2 separate regions of the Columba livia genome follow, and region 2 is linked to region 1. A link is a contact called in public Hi-C data. All regions are on one chromosome and are shown on one strand. Each heading gives the region's core, a stretch centred on a gene start, on an enhancer-like site or on the middle of the called end of the contact. The rest is flanking DNA. Distances are from core to core; before and after follow the strand shown. Region 1 overlaps DNM3 (dynamin 3). Region 2 holds the start of PIGC (phosphatidylinositol glycan anchor biosynthesis class C).

Evidence for each region. Hi-C and Micro-C count contacts between places; a contact is called where the count stands out from the background.
Region 2: a contact with region 1 is called in a Hi-C map of crop, with 2.4 times the contacts expected there. The contact joins the promoter of PIGC here to the enhancer-like site in region 1. A contact is called at or near these places in 2 of 2 Hi-C or Micro-C datasets (crop and liver).

What each region holds. Positions count from the first base shown.
Region 1 is chr8:15,894,458-15,898,567 of bColLiv1.pat.W.v2, reverse strand. It overlaps DNM3 (dynamin 3), which reads right to left. Exons shown (of 21, transcript XM_065072198.1): 11 at 2,372-2,458. Among named protein-coding and RNA genes, the nearest start is that of DNM3, 43 kb to the right of the region's middle. Within about 2 kb of position 2,602, at least 2 of the 3 cell types and tissues checked have an H3K27ac peak away from gene starts, as active enhancers do.
Region 2 is chr8:16,035,683-16,039,993 of bColLiv1.pat.W.v2, reverse strand. It overlaps PIGC (phosphatidylinositol glycan anchor biosynthesis class C), which reads left to right and starts at 1,538. Exons shown (of 1, transcript XM_005498843.3): 1 at 1,538-2,629. The coding sequence starts at 1,638. The coding sequence ends at 2,516. The region is part of intron 2 of LOC110362707 (a long non-coding RNA gene); the gene reads right to left.

The DNA.
Region 1 (4,110 bases), core at 1,353-3,852:
GGAGAGAAAAAACAGGGTGAGTAAGGCAGGGGAGAAAGACCAAGGAGAAGAATGAGAGAAAATAACAGAACTTTTCAGTTTTCTGCATTATTGAATATTCCTTTCATAATTACTCAAGCCAAAAGCAAGAATATTTTCTAAATCCTACCACTTCTGTTCATGTGCTTGTTTAATAAGCTACACTACAGAAGAGCCATTACCTTTTCCTATTTTTTTCCTGACAGATCTCATTTTTCCCACTATCTTGGCCCTTGTCCACTTTATTAATTTCAATCATACATAGCCAGAGAGCATTTAATAACATTCTAGCTCTACGTTTTGCAATTTTAGCAAAGTTCTGTCTATTTGTAGCATTCCAGCCAAGCCAGCAAGGAACCCAAACCTTAAACCTAAAATCAGGGAACCTAAATTTTTGTTAGGCACTCCACAAAGAAATGATAGGTAAGCAAGCCCTGTCCCAAAAAATGTACAGTCTGGGTACTAGCCAGCCATTCTGGTGCACACATCTGGCTTGCAAGATAAGCTAGTCAATGAAATAACAGAATGAATGGTCTCTGTACTTAGCACTCGCCAGGCCTCCAATAGCCCAGAGATGGAACTTGATTCAAACTTGATAATGTAACTTGGCAAAGAATTTGCTAAGACACTAGAGAAAGCTCATGTTCACCCTTGAACAGCTTCTTGAACACACATGACACTGCACTTTCCATCCATCTTCTCAGACTTCCATTAGCAGGGAGCAAGGAAGAAACCTATCGCTACCAAATAGTAGAACTTAATCTCCTCAAAATATACAGAGTTATTACTGTACAGCTCCTTAAACACAGCATCACTGCCAAATTCTTCACAATTTCCAGAAGATATTAAGTGCCTCACTCAGAGAAAAAAAATAGTGAGGATTTGGGTCTAGCTCTTACCTCTGTAAATATCCTCACTAATGTTTTCGTTTATTCATGATAACTGCTAACAGCATAAATAATTATGTGAATATGTGACAATAACCTATTTGAACAGTTCTTGGCATTTACAGAAAGCTGGTATTTTGTACTTTGTTCTGAGAAATTGCCAGCTATGTGCACATAATGAGGAATAGAATAATAAGAAAAAGGACTCAATTATTTTAAGTGACTTGTATCTTCTTCCAAATTTTGAAATAACTGAGTGTGCTAACTAGAACACTCTGCAAGTACAAGCCCAGAAAATACAATTTTTTAAGAATTATTTTTAAGACTACATTCACAGCACAGGACACGCTGCACAGCTCCCGAGCTCACACAGGGACATGACTAGAGAGCCAGGAGTCTAGAACTAAGGAGTTCTGCCTAGCCCTCCTTCCCCAAATATTTCTGTTGTCACACTCTGCACTCTCCAGACAATAATTCCTGTTTCCACTTCCAGTGGATTTTTTCAGATGTAATCTAAGCTTTGAAGTTTCCTGGATTTGGACTGCTGAGCTGGTTGATGTATGTTCTAAGTAAGTTTCTCTTAAGATATTTATTTTTTTTTTAACTTCAGGGAAAGAAAGGGTCAGAAAAGCAGTACATCCATGGAATGGTGCTGGTTAACAAACTCTTGAAATTCCAAGTTTAAAAAACCACAACCCAAAATTATTAACTTTATAGCAGTCCCTGCCTTCTAAGAACAGCCACAGGAGGAATCTTTTTCTTGTTCACTTTAGAATCCAAAGGAGAAATTACTTTATATTAATTTTCAGATTTGAGACACTGCCTTTGAAAGCATACAATAGCCCTCAGGTCAGTCCCAGTGGTTCTACACTACACACCTCAGCAAGTCTGTTAACAGGCTCAGAGACAGACAGGGCCAAGTTGCATGGCTCAGCCCGCGTGCTGATGCTATTGTTTAGCAACACAGAACTTCAGCAGCCAATGCTTGCTGGAGCTCACACATCCACTACAAAGCTTGTCACTCCTGCAAGAGTCCTGGTACAACTGCTTGTGGGCCTCACTGTAATTAGGACATGGGATTGGTATGTTAAAAAAACACCCTGGAAACAAAGTAGAAAAAAGGTTGGGTATTTCTGTGTGTGTGTTGTTAGTTTAATAATGAATCCATTTTTCACAAACAGCTGTTGTGGTACAGGAGCAATGCTACTTTAAGCCACCAATCCTAATCTTGAGAGACCAGATTAGTATTTTCTCTAACACTTCCAGTTTCCTTTGTCAAAGTTCAATGGTAGAACAATTATTTCTCTCTCTCCCCTTCTAAAAGTGTGCAGACAGCTGAAAAATAATAAAATAATAATAATAGTAAACAAAATCTTTCATTTTCTTCCTATACTTTGTACATAAGAACTTTCCTCCTCTGCATCCACACATCTCTCCAGACTGCTAGGTCTCCTATTTATTCTCACCTGATCCTTGGTCTTCTCTTCTCTTTCACGAATGTAGCTGGCAACAATTCTTTCTGTTTCCTCACACAACCTTGGATATGTTGCCAACTGAAAAGTAAAGCAAATAGAAATTTACACCCATAGAGTGACTGCAGTAGAAAATAAAGGAATCTCCAGCTTTCCCCTTTGGAGGAGAGCTATTATTATGAATGCTTGGGCTAAAAGTAAACTACACTACAAAGCAAATGTCACTTGCTTTTAATGGTCATTTTCCATAGAAGCTGGAGAGACCTAACCGTTGGATTGTTTCTGTGGTGGTGTTGTTGGATTTGTTCCCTGTGGAACACGGAGGAAAGACACTTCTGACATGTGAACCAGAGCTTATCAGCCTTGGGGTGAGGTTTCTCTGTGTCTCTCTCTTCTGCTGTGCCTAATGGCAGAGTGATGCTTTAAATAATTTCCAAGATTCTTGTTCTTTGAAGGCTCCACCTTGTGGCAACATCTTGACATCTCAGTAACAATACTTAAAAATGTGAACAGCAAAACACAGCACTAAATTTTGCCAATAGCGCTGGGAAAAGAATTCGCACAACTAATTCAAGTTACGTATCTTCCAAACATTGACAAAAGTGAAAAAACCTGAAAACTCTGCTCAAAATATTGCAGTGAATGCACCTCTCGATGATCTTTGTCAAAACACTGTAACCCCTTTCTGTTTTTAAAACAATAGCTCCTTTACCTGCGCATTTGTATTTAAAAAAAAATAATACTAAAAAAAATTGCATTATTCAGACAAATGCAAAGCTTGTGACAGGATATTTCTCAACAACTTCAGCATACCTCTGCTCACATCCCAGAACTGCTCCTGTACTTGCTACTATTAACATACTCTGCACTCTAACACAGTAGGAAAGCACACATTTCAGGAAAACCATTCCCAAATACTCATAATAATGCTACATTTAGTTTTTATGAACCTCTGTATTAATTTTTATATTTGCAGGATCTTGAGTTAAAGCTTAATTGATGCATACAGCTTTCACACCAGGAGATTCTACACTCAGGACTTCTTTCCCATTAAACGTTCGACATTTTTGTGCAGAAAGCTCATTTGTCAACACTAATGCAATGATCACAGTATCATTTTGGTTGGATCACCAAGTCCAACCATTAACTGAATACTGTCAAGTCCACCTCTAAACCATGTTGTGAGAGCCTCATCTATGCATCTTTTAAACACCTCTCAAGATGGTGAGTCAGGATATACAAATACAAGGGCGGTGAAGTACTCCTACATGTCCACTTCTCACCTCCTGACAGCTGGAGATCAGAAGTTTCAGAGTTGTGCATGAAAAAAGCACAGGAGAAGTTGCGATCCCATTACATCACAAAGAACTGCGGTGCTACCCAGTAAAGTTTCAATATACAAAGAGTATTTTTCTCTCTTAGATAGATGTCTCTGAACACATTTGAGGCCTTTGCGCTATAAAGGTTTCACTGTTTCTTCCTCTTATTAGCATTGCAAGAGAAAACTTTCAAGTACTTTTTCCTGATTTACGTATCTGCAGAATTGCTGCCTATATTCCATTTCCAGTACTAATGAAAACATGGAAACTGGGAGCAACTCTTAACATAACTCCAATCATGAGGTGCATATATATTCAAAACATAGGAATCAAAACCAACAAACATTTTCAGCATTACACTGGTTAGACTTTTGCAAAAGTTGCAGTTCCTTTAGAGTGTCTTACTCTGTACAT
Region 2 (4,311 bases), core at 289-2,788, 140 kb before region 1:
CTGAGCATTTCTCTTGTGCACCCCAGCTTCACTCTGTGACTTTGGGAGAATGACTCCATTTATTATACAAATTCAAGTTCCCAGGCCCTGGGCTTCAAGGCAATGCCAGCAATCATGGGAGCTGGCAGCACTCCCTGTCCCTGTGGGCAGCAGCTGGTGTGCGCGGAGGAACACGCATGGCCCTGTGCAAAGTGTGGGGATGGGGACTCTTAGGTAGAGCAGCAAAAACTGAGCCCAGCTCCATCCTGGCATGGAGGCTGCCAGCTTCGCCCCTTGGCGCGGGGCACCTGCATACGGTGGCCAGCCATTCCTGCCCTGCAGAGCAAGTGCTATGATACGGAGCTGGGAGGTGGCACTTTTTAGATGTCACCATGAAGTGTCTCAGCCCAAGGTCCCCTGAAGGCACACTAGCAGTGTGGAGGAGACCTGTTGCTCTGCACACATCTGGAGGAGGTGAGGTCCTGCTTGGAGGCACTGGCTGGTTCCTGTTGATGTGAAGGGAAACATGTGAGAGCTGGGGTGGGGAAACAACTGTCAACTCTTTCGCCAGCTCCCACTGTGACAGGACACCCACAAACGCCCCTTCCTGAAGCACAAACAGGGCAGTGTTCGGGGCTGCTCTGCCCCAGGCTGAGGCCTCTCGGGTGAGGCCAAAGTAAGCAGCTCCTCCGCAGCAAGCACCTCTCTGCGGCTGGGAAGGCTCTGACCTGAGCACAAAAACCCACACACTAAGGGAAAACATCTCTTGCCTCTGTGAACCCTCTCCTCATCCCTGAAAGGTGAGCGGTGCTTGCAGCATCGCACCCACATTCCTCGACATGGGTGCTGGAGCCTGATTTGACCAGAAAAGCAGGTGCCTCACTGGGCCAGGACAGGGAGAGGGGCTTGTGACACAGGCTGGTGTCACCTGCCAAGCAGCGAGGCTGGACACACATAGGGATGTCCAAGCACAGAGAAGAACAGACCAAATCCCACTGACCTGCTGTGCCCTTCTGGATGGCCACTTAAGGGTGGCACATTGGGGCTGCAGGAGGGTCCCCCAGGAGGACCCTTCACCACGGTGTGTGGGGACAGCTGCTGCCCAGACCACGGCAGGACCCGCATCCCACAGCGGGAGCATCCCTCCTTCCTGTGGGGCTGGCAGTATCTCCTGCAGCTGCCAGCCCAGACGTTTTTGGGAGAAACGAGGCAGCCCCAGCAGCACCTCCGTGCACAAGTCTGACTGCAGGGTAGGGGCTGTGGCACCCAGGTTGGCCAGACCCTGGCATGGAGCTGGGGTCTGCCCTCAGCCGCCCAAGAGGAACAGCCTGGTTGCAGGGACAGGGGAGGGGGCAGCCCTAGCAGGCCTGACGGTGCCTAGCACTGCTGCCCCTCCTCAACCCCTCGCTTCCACCAGCTTCTGCCTGCTCCGTCCCGCCCGCGTCCCGCTGCAGGGCCCCCGGAGGTGCTGCGAGACCCCCCCGCAGCGCAAACCCGCTCTCCATCCGCCGGTTCCGGGGTGAACAGCGGCCGATCGTCGGCAGGTGGCAGCCCCGAGCGCCCCGGCGTCCCTTGCGCCGGCACCGGGGCCCGGCCGAGGCGGCGGCGCTGGGGCCGCGGGTGCGTGTGCGGCGGCGGAGCAACCCCCGGCCCGGGAGATGGAGCCGGTCCTCGGGCGGCGGTGGCAGAAGGTGCTGTACGAGCGGCAGCCCTTCCCCGATAACTACGTGGACCAGCGGTTCCTGGAAGAGCTGCGGAAGAACGTGCACGCGCGGCGGTACCGGTACTGGGCCGTTGTCTTCCAGTCGGGAGCGGTGGTGCAGCAGCTGTGCAGCGTCTGCATCTTCGTCGTCACCTGGTGGTACATGGACGCCGGGATGCTGAGCCCGCAGGGGCTTTTCGGGGCGGCCCTGGTCACCTCCCTGCTTGGCTACATCCTCTTCGACGCCGTGGACGGGGGGGCCGGGCGGCGGGAGAGTGGGCGGACGCGGTGGGCTGACCTGAAGAGCACGCTGGTGTTCACCGCCTTCACCTACGGCTTCTCACCGGTGCTGAAGACGCTGACAGAGTCCATCAGCACAGACACCATCTACGCCATGTCATCCCTCATGCTCCTTGGTCACCTCATCTTCTTTGACTATGGCGCCAACGCAGCCATTGTCTCCAGCACGCTGTCCCTCAACATGGCCATTTTTGCCTCAGTGTGCCTGGCCTCCCGCCTGCCTCGCTCCCTCCACGCCTTCGTCATGGTCACTTTTGCCATGCAGATCTTTGCTCTTTGGCCCATGCTGCAGAAGAAGCTGAAAGCCCAGACACCCCAATGCTATGTGGGGGTGACTCTGCTCTTCACACTGGTGGCGCTGGTGGGGCTGGCCACCGTCTCCAGCGTGGGTGCCGTGCTCTTCACATTGCTGCTGCTCGCCATCTCCTGCCTGTGCCCTTACTGCCTCATCCGCCTTCAGCTGCTCAAGGACAACATCCATGGGCCGTGGGATGAGGCTGAAATCAAAGAGGACCTCTCCAGGTTCCTCATGTAGGCCTGGCTGGGGGGGACATTCTGCTGTAAGCAGTGCAAAGGTCTTTTCTGGGGGACAGCTCTGGGGAGAGGATATCAGCCCAATAAACCTCTCGCACAGCAGCAAGGACCACATTTGCGTTACCCTCAGCATCTATTTCCACACGTGAACTGCTTAGTTTTGGCCAAGGAAGGAGCTGAACCCCACAGAGCGGCTGGCCCATGCAGCAGCTTGGGGTGCAGGCCAGTGGGACAGTGTGTGCTCTGACCACGCAGACCAATGCCTGCATTTGGGGGTGGGGTACAGGGGGTGCATCCCCTGAGCAGAAGTGCTACTTGGAAACACACACAGGCGTACTCCACGTGCCCACGGAGGTCCCTCGGGCCCAGGGACCTCCATGTGTGCGATGGGGACTGACAGCACCTCCCCGGGAGGGCTGCAGGGGACAAGGGCTGTGGGAGGGTGGGTGCGGGCAGGGTGACTGTGCAGGGCGGTGGGTGTTGCTGGACCGAGCATGAGGGCACCTGGGACAGGTGCGGTGCTCACCCTGCTTACCTGCACCCCACCAGTCGCTGATGCCAGAATAGCCTCACGATGCTGCCAGGCACCATGTTACCCTAAATCCTTTAGGAGAAGTGGGCTGAGGAGGCAAGACACCTTCCTCCCCTCTCCAGCCCCTTCCCAGGGGTGGATCTGGCCTCGCTACAGGGCCAGACCCACAGGACCCCAGTGAGCACACCCACCGCTGGGGAGATGCCCAGCTACCGTGACAGTGGCGAGGCACAGCAAGGTCCTGTCTGGTGGATGTCTGTCCAGCAGCTGTCTGTCCGGCACCAGACAGACAGAGGGCGCTCATGGCAAACAAGTCTCGCTGGAGGCCAGGACGAGCTGGCCATGTGCCAGCAGGGCTTCCCCGGTGCCTTCCCTTCCCCTGCTCCCATTTGGGATCATCCTGCTGCATCCCGGCGCTGCTCTGGCTGTCCCAGGGAGCAGAACCCACCAGAAGGGATGCATTTTGCGTTACCTGGGTTTTTATGAAACTTTTTTGGGAAGCTAGTGCTGCAGAAATGAAACTTTCTGCTTGATTTACCCCATCCCTTTGAGTGTTTGCTGCACAATTCTTGGGCTTTCTCGGAAATGAGCAACCCCCAATGTGGTCCCCAACACCTCCAGTGCTTTGTTATGACTCTTCCCGAGTGTTACACATTGCTGTTGTTGTCATGGTGACAACTACATCTCATTTTGGTTTTAATTAAAAAAAAACTGGAAAGGTTTAGAGCACATGCTATAGTCTCACAGGGAGCACAGAGTAGCCAGATGCTCACAGCCAATATGACATTTTTTAGCTTGTCTGAAATACGAGTATTTCTTCACAATGTTTCCAAGAACACTGATCAGCGACCAGGATACCCCATCTCGCTCTAGGCTAATGCCATTGTGACACTGCCATCCAAAGCCGATTCACAGAATCCATGAGTAGGGCAAGGCTTGAGTCCACATCAAAAGTAAATCAAATCTAGCCTGCCTGGCTCCTGTCCATTTCTGCTGCATCCCATTCCCTCAGGGAGAAATATTTCCTGAAAAAATACTCTCCCAAGTTCAGACTCTCAAAACCAGCTCTGGGTCAGATAAAGTGCAAACATCAACTACCCAGACATCATTCCAGGTAGAGACGGGCACAGACTGCCATGTTCACCTCCACCACAGTTGGTATCCAGTGGATCAACCTATACAGGTCCTGGCATGCAGCAAGCTCTGTCTAGGCAGGGTGCAGGATGTGTCCCGTGCAGCTCTTTGCAGGCAGTTTCATCCCTGC